2 separate regions of the Macaca mulatta genome follow, and region 2 is linked to region 1. Evidence: chromatin contacts called from public Hi-C data. All regions are on one chromosome and are shown on one strand. Each heading gives the region's core, a stretch centred on a gene start, on an enhancer-like site or on the middle of the called end of the contact. The rest is flanking DNA. Distances are from core to core; before and after follow the strand shown.

Evidence for each region. A called contact is a pair of places that touch in the nucleus more often than the background predicts.
Region 2: a contact with region 1 is called in a Hi-C map of fetal cortex germinal zone, with 3 times the contacts expected there. The contact joins the promoter of AP2A1 here to the promoter of CPT1C in region 1. A contact is called at or near these places in 2 of 14 Hi-C or Micro-C datasets (cortical neurons and fetal cortex germinal zone).

Annotation. Positions count from the first base shown.
Region 1 is chr19:62,144,344-62,147,907 of T2T-MMU8v2.0, forward strand. It overlaps CPT1C (carnitine palmitoyltransferase 1C), which reads left to right and starts at 1,820. Exons shown (of 19, transcript XM_077980870.1): 1 at 1,820-1,984; 2 at 3,156-3,310. The coding sequence starts at 1,951. ADM5 (adrenomedullin 5 (putative)) reads left to right here and starts at 781. Exons shown (of 4, transcript XM_015124606.3): 1 at 781-877; 2 at 880-895; 3 at 1,091-1,187; 4 at 1,190-1,562. The coding sequence starts at 781. The coding sequence ends at 1,480.
Region 2 is chr19:62,231,749-62,235,312 of T2T-MMU8v2.0, forward strand. It overlaps AP2A1 (adaptor related protein complex 2 subunit alpha 1), which reads left to right and starts at 1,891. Exons shown (of 33, transcript NM_001266208.2): 1 at 1,891-2,090. The coding sequence starts at 2,024. It overlaps LOC144337270 (a long non-coding RNA gene), which reads left to right and starts at 2,248. Exons shown (of 2, transcript XR_013410125.1): 1 at 2,248-2,416.

The DNA.
Region 1 (3,564 bases), core at 570-3,069:
TTAGGGCTGGGGACTTGCCCTCCATGGAGGTCAGTGGGAGTTGCAGCTCAAAGGTGGCAGGGCCTACCCATCTTACAGAGGCCAAGACGAGGCCCCTCTGCCTCTGCTGCAGCCATGGAGTCTGCACCCACCCTTCTACCCTCAGAGCCTGGCCATGGGGTCCTGGGTCCCCACAACACTGTGCACTGGACCTCCACATTGACACAGCCCTGGCTACACCTGCTTCAGTGCATCTGGAGCCCTCACTGGCGGGTGCCTGACACCTTGGCCTTGTTTTCTAACGGAGGGGCGCTTCTTGGCGTGTTTGTGGTCTCCCTCGATCCACACCCTCCAGGGGGCCCCATGCGCACTCGTCCTGCATTGCCTGGCCCCCCGAGGTTCCAGGGTCTCTAAACAGCTTCCGGACGACTACGGGGTGAGGGTGAGGTCACATCTACAACCGGAGCCAGCGCTTCCCTGCCTCCACCCCTTTTCGTGGAATCCCGCTGCTTAGCTCTACCTGTGGGTGTCATCGGCCCCGCCCCACTTCCCCATGCTTTAAGGTGGGTGAGTCTCCACAGACCTCCCAGGGGGATAGACAGCGCTGGTGTGACCACCCCTAGTGAGGGCTCTGGAGCCGCGGTGCGTGAAGCGGGACCCGGGTTCGAATCCTGCCCCTCTGGTGTGGTGCGGCCTTTTCCCACAGACTTTTGGCCTCAGTGTTCCCCGCCTGGGAAGTGGGGACTGGCCCTGGCTCCTGGCTCCAGAGCCGCACCCAGAGGCGATCAGCCCGGCGCCGGAATGGGGTCGTGTGGCTGCAACTCCAGGCCACGGATCCTGACCCGCCCTGCCCACATCCTCATCCTGCTGTTGCTCCTCGCCTTCTCCGCCCAGGGGACCCGGATACTGCAGCCAGGTGAGAAACCTCGGTGGCAGCAGGGACGGGGCAGGAAGGAGACCGTAAAGGGCGCGCGCCCCCTCCCGGCCGCGGAACGGCCGGGTGATCTGTAAGCGCTCCCCGCTGGTCTTGGAGTGCTTGGGTGCCCACCTCCATCACGCCCCATTTCTCAATTCGGTTTGAACCCGGTTTTCTCCCACGCTCCCTCTCCAGGCGAGGCCAGCACCAGGTCCCCCAGCACCGCGGGCACGTCTGTTACCTGGGCGTATGCCGGACCCACCGCCTGGCGGAGATCATACAATGGATTCGCTCTGCCTCCACCAAGGAGCCCTCAGGGAAGGCCAGCCGCGAGCCCCAGAACCCCTACAGCTATGGGCGCCGCCGGTGGCGCGAGGCGGAAGCCCGGCTCGGTTCCCAGGACTCCGGCCTGCAGCGAGGGGGCCAGCGCAGTGCCCAGCTCGCTGGGTGACCTCCGGCACGGCTCGTCCCCTCCTCGGCTTCAGTTTGCCTATCTGTATATTGGAGCTTCTACCCCACGTGTCTTCTCCCCTAACTCCAGCCCCTGAAACCGCCTTCCCCAGTCCCTCCCCGGGCTGTGACTAGCTTGGACCCAGGAGCACAAGGGACCAGGCTGGACGAAGAACACTGACGCCCAAAGCCGAATAAACGAGAGTTCCGTGTTTCAGTCTCTGCTTCCCTTTACCTATTTCGACCTCTCAGTCGGGGCTGGGTCTCTAATACACCCTTCTCCGTTATCCATGCTGCTTCTCCCTCACGGAAGTCCCACTGTCTACCTTGAATCCAACCCGCTGTAGCGCCTCCTTCTTGCCAACTCAATCCATGCACCTTCCGTGGGTGGTTTTGGTGGGCCCTCCTTACCGCCAAACATCCCTCCTCCCTCCCTGGCGTGAAAGGGCTGAGATTTGCTCCGGCACCCTACGCGCCTGACGTTACAATGCACTTAGGGGTGGGCTGTGGCCTCCCAGGTGAGCCTTGTTCCTCGAAGAGACAGATTAAGAGACAATGCGCCGAGTGAGGAGCCCAGAAACCCGAGTTCCGAACAGCTGCGCAGAATGCGAGCGGCCAAATGGTGGAGAATCTGGCCGGGTAAAAGGAGACAGAGGACTGGGGATCGAACGGATGGAGGGGATTGGACGCCGTGGCTCTAAGGGGGCGGGGATAGAACGCGGGGATTGGAAGGAGGCGGGGATAAAACCCGGGACCTGAATACCCGGCTAGGGACACTAGAGACAGGAATCGGGGTTTCTGGGTGACGGTGATCTGGGAGTGGGCAGGACTCCAAAGGCCCGTCGACCCGGTGGTGGACTCCTTGCACTGGGATTGGACATACGCAAGCCGGAGATTTGGGGCCGGCGCTCAAAATCCGGGGGCGGGGGTGGACTCGGGTTTGGACCCCAGGATCCGATCAGCGGACCCCTGATTCAACGTGGTAAGTATTGGACCCCAGGGGCTCGGGCTCCTGAGGGGGCTGGAGTCCTGTGTCTAGGGTTGGGCGTGCAAGCCTCTCCATCACTTGTCCTCGACGCTCGCCTCCGCTCACAGTCTCAGCATCCCAGGCTGCGAGGCATGCGCAGTGGGTGCTTCCTTCCCCATCCTCTCCAGCCCGGGCAGGGGGAGGGGACGCTGGGCCACCTCAGAGCAGATGAATTTATAGACACCACCCCCCTTGCCTTGGCATGAGAAGCGGAAATGGGGTGGACAGCGTCAATATCTAATAGGTGTTTGTTTCATATGGGTCTAAAACTAATGTTTTTCTCAAGACCCCGCAACTCAGCCTGGACCAGTTTCCCTCCTCCACCTACCCCCGAATCTTCAGAGTCCTGTATTAGGGGGGAGGGCACTGCCCCCGCACCATGTTCTTGGCAGAGCAGGTAAAGGGGTTAACGCGAGCTATCCCTCTGGCCTCTCTACGCTTTCCCAGAGGCCCCGAATTGACGTCCTTCCCTCAAAACCTCCGGGTCTACAAACCAGGACCCGCAAGACCCCTCAGGTGCTTAGAGAAGGATGAGCTAGTCCTGGGTCAGCGCAAAGAGGCAGCTGGAGGCGTGGGATCCCTGGTCTGAGGGAGGAGGGGCTGGGGGCCTGGGCTTCTGGGTCTGAGGGAGGAGGGGCTGGGGGCCTGGACTCCTGGATCTGAGGGAGGAGGGACTGGGGCCTGCACTCCTGGGTATGAAGGAGGAGGGGCTGGGAGCCTGGACTCCTGAGTCTGAGGGAGGAGGGGCTGGGGCCCTGAAGAGTGACTCTGCCCGACTCCCAGGGCTCCAGCGTGACATGGCTGAAGCGCACCAGGCCGTGGGCTTCCGAACCTCGCTGACCTCGGACGGGGCTGAAGTGGAACTCAGTGCCCCTGTGCTGCAGGAGATCTACCTCTCTGGCCTGCGCTCCTGGAAAAGGCATCTCTCACGTTTCTGGGTGAGGAGTGCTGCTGGTTGGTTTCCTTCCGGGGATCCAGGTTTCTGCTTCCTGGATGTCTGAGGCTCACTTCCGGCATTTCAGTTGGTCCGTTTCTGGGAGCCTATCACCACTTTTTCCCGGAATTTCGATGTCTGCTCCCGGGACCCCTTTAGTTATTTCTCCCTGGCTCACTTCCGGGATCCACAGCCTCACCTGCTGTGAACTTCTGTTCACTTCTTTCACCCAAGAGGGGAACTGGGCCCCCCAAAAAC
Region 2 (3,564 bases), core at 641-3,140, 87 kb after region 1:
AGTCCTGGGATTAATCATTTTTCCTGTGTTTAATGGGGCTGCTTTATGTTCTTCAGGGGCAAACAGCACCCCCCCATATTAGAAATGGACTCTTCCAGTGACTAAAACAGCTGAGCAACGTCTGTCCTCCTGGAATCCAAAATGGACTTTCCCAGGTCCCATTCCTGGAAACCCAAATGGACGCATCCATTGAGCCTGGAAGGTGGGCTCTTCTCAACCTCCTTTCCATCTCCCAGGATTCAGAATGGCCATTCCAAAGGTCCCGGACACACCCCCAAGACTCATTCCAGGAATGCTTGGCTTCTGAGATTAGAAAAGGATGATGGGGTGGTTTTGTTCCTAGAGGTGACAGAAATGGACTCTTCCAGTTCCCTTTGTCCCAAATTTCTCAATCGCCCGGGGCGCTGGGAGTTCTGGCCGTTTTGCCTTCCCCAAAGCTAGTTTACCGAAGAGTCTCTGGGGAGCTGGGGGTTGGGAATGGAGGCTGGGGCTGGGCCAAAGCAGGTTCACCCATTCCTTCCTTTAACAGATGTTCTTGAAAACTCTTCAAGGCCAGGTCCCATTCTTGCCCAGAAGGAGTTCCCAGTCTGGAGGAAAGAATTAATTTTGGTTTGATATCTGCTACAATGGAGGCTGCCCGAGAGATGCTGTGGTTGGACAAAAAAAAAAAAAAGGGCAACATATATTGAAAAGTAAGCCAAGATATGGTTTACATTTATTTCTGCTTTTTCACTTACAAGCTATGTGGCCCTGGGCAAGTCATTCACCCTCTCGACCTAAGGTTTATTTATTTATTTATTTTGAGACGGAGTCTCGCTCTGTCGCCCAGGCTGGAGTGCAGTGGCCGGATCTCAGCTCACTGCAAGCTCCGCCCCCCAGGTTCACGCCATTCTCCTGCCTCAGCCTCCCGAGTAGCTGGGACTATAGGCGCCCGCCACCTCGCCCGGCTAGTTTTTTTGTATTTTTTAGTAGAGACGGGGTTTCACCGTGTTAGCCAGGATGGTCTCGATCTCCTGACCTCGTGATCCGCCCGTCTCGGCCTCCCAAAGTGCTGGGATTACAGGCGTGAGCCACCGCGCCCGGCTCGACCTAAGGTTTAACCTCTGCTTAATGGGACTAGACTTGAATTACTGTTTTTCACTCTGAGATTCTAGGTCTCCTGACAACTCAAGTCCCGACACGTTGGCTGCAGAGAAGGGGGGAGGGGAGGAAGGCTTCCTAGAAGAGGATTTTAGCAGTCGGGGGTGACAGTAGATGGAGAAAGGGAACACTGAGACGCTTGCGCAGTAAACACCGCACGCTCTCTTGCCCCGCCCAACCCCTTCTCTGCAGCAGGGAATTGCAGGCGTCGCTCCACCTATCCCAGCCGAGCGGAGTGACACCCTCTCTCGTTCCTTCTCTACTGATCTTCGCCTTCCGCCCGCCCCACAGCCGCCCAATAGAGAGCTGAAGTAGGACAGATCTCGCCAATCCGCGACGCCTGAGGGGGAGGTCTACCCGTTCATTGGTCCCAGTCAACCTAAGTCCCGCCTCCTAGTCCCGTTCCCCGCCTTCCTTCACGACCCTCCCTCCCTCCTTGGAGGGCCGCTAGATCCAATCAGTGTTTGACCTGGCCGCGCGAAGGGGGCGGGTCCATGATGCGCAATCGAACCCCGCCCGTCTCTTGGGCAACGCCTCCTCCCCCCCTTCTCATTCCCAAACGGAAATAGCGGAACAGTGGACCAATGGCAGCGTCGTGCCTTTGCTTAGCGGCCAATGAGAGAGGAAGTGGGGAGAAACGCGAGTGTGAGCGGCAGGAGCCCAAACCAATGGGAGCTCAGAGCTCCGGACGGCGGGCGGAGGGGAGGGGCAGGGGGCGGTGCCACGGCCTGCCAGCCCGCCCGCCCGCCCGCCAGCCAGCCCTCCCCGCGGCCGGCTGGGCTCCCTGGCGCTGCCTGGGGTCCTTTCCGCCCGGTCCCCGCTTGCCAGCCCCCGCTGCTGTGTGCCCTGTCCGGCCAGGCCTGGAGCCGACACCACCGCCATCATGCCGGCCGTGTCCAAGGGCGATGGGATGCGGGGGCTCGCTGTGTTCATCTCCGACATCCGGAACTGTGAGCGCGCGGCCGGGGGACACTGGAGACGCGGGGGAGGGGGGAGCGTGAAACTGAGGGGTTTGGGGGTCACAGAGGGACCCGGGGGATCAAAAGCTCTACGGTCGTAGAAAAAGAGCATAGATGGGCCCCGGGATGAACTTTAGGGTGGGGGGCACGCAGGGGCTTGGGGTGTCATAGAGTGCCTCTTGAGGTGACGACACGGAGTAGCTAGAGGGGTCCGGGAGGGCTTGAAAGGGGAGGAGGACAGTGAGGTCCCGGGGATGGGAGCATAGAGGTGTCCCCTGGGAAAGACTGAAAAGCTGGGGGATCGTACAAACGATGGGGTTAGAGGGATTCCTAATGTAGGGAAGAAGGGAAAGAAGTGCATGGTGGGGGTGCCCTGTGGAGCGATGGAATGGGAGGAAGCCAGAGGGGACCTGGAGGAAGTGGAATGCCGGAAGCCTAATGGAGCAGGGCTTGAGGGCCTGGGATAGGGGGTGTCATACAGGGGAAAGGGGTTAGATAGGTCACCGAGGCTCCTGGCCAGTGGTATAGAGGAGGCCTGAGAGTGGGTGAAAGTCCACGCGTTTGGGGCGGGGAGATGATGGGAGGGGGAGACTATAAGGACACCCTGGTGAGGGATAGAGGGGCTTCAGGGTGGGAGATTGCTTAGAAGATATGGAAGGCAGTGGGGAGGGGGCTAGAGGGGCAGCTGAGGGGAAAGGAGGGACCCAAGGAACACAGAGGAAAAGAGCTGCTGGTGTAAGGTCTTGGGAGAACCTGTGACAGGGAACGGGGGCCTGGAAAGGAGAGGACGTTAGAGTGGCGGGTTGGGGGAAGGGCAGAAGAAGGAGCGCCCAGACCTCAAGGAAGGCGTTGGGTTCTGAAGTGCTTGAGGGGTAGAGATCTGGAAAGCTGGGGATAGGGGAAGTCTAATCCCAGAGAGAGGTCAGGGGTCAGGCAGCAGGACAGGCAGGGATCTGAGCCCTTTTCTGTTTGACCACAGTAATATGGGGACAGTGGTCCCTGCCAGGAAGAGTTGTCGTGACAATGAAGCCTGGCGGCAAGTCAGTTCTCAACTCCTGGGAATGGCTGTTGGAGATTGGAGCTGCCAGGAGTCTTCAGAGGCTGTATCCGCGTGGGCTCTGGGGTCAGCCAGACTTGGGTTTGCGTTTGAGCACTGCCACTCCCTAGCTCTGTGACCTTGAATGAGGGACTTCACCCCTCGGTTTCCTCATCTGTCAAGAGAGACTGCTGATCGTATCTTCCTGAGGGGCTTGTGACAATGCCTGTGAGTCAGGCCTTTCACGCGTTCCAGGCCCCAGATGGAACTTGGCTATTGTTTTTCCTCCGCTGGCTCTGAACAGCAGCTCTGTAAAGTACCCAGTGATTGTTGTTGTTTTAGAATTTAACTGTTATGGAAGGATCTGGCATGTAGTAGGTGCTCAGGGAACAGGAGGGTGGAAACGGTTGGGTATCAGTTGAAGGAGAA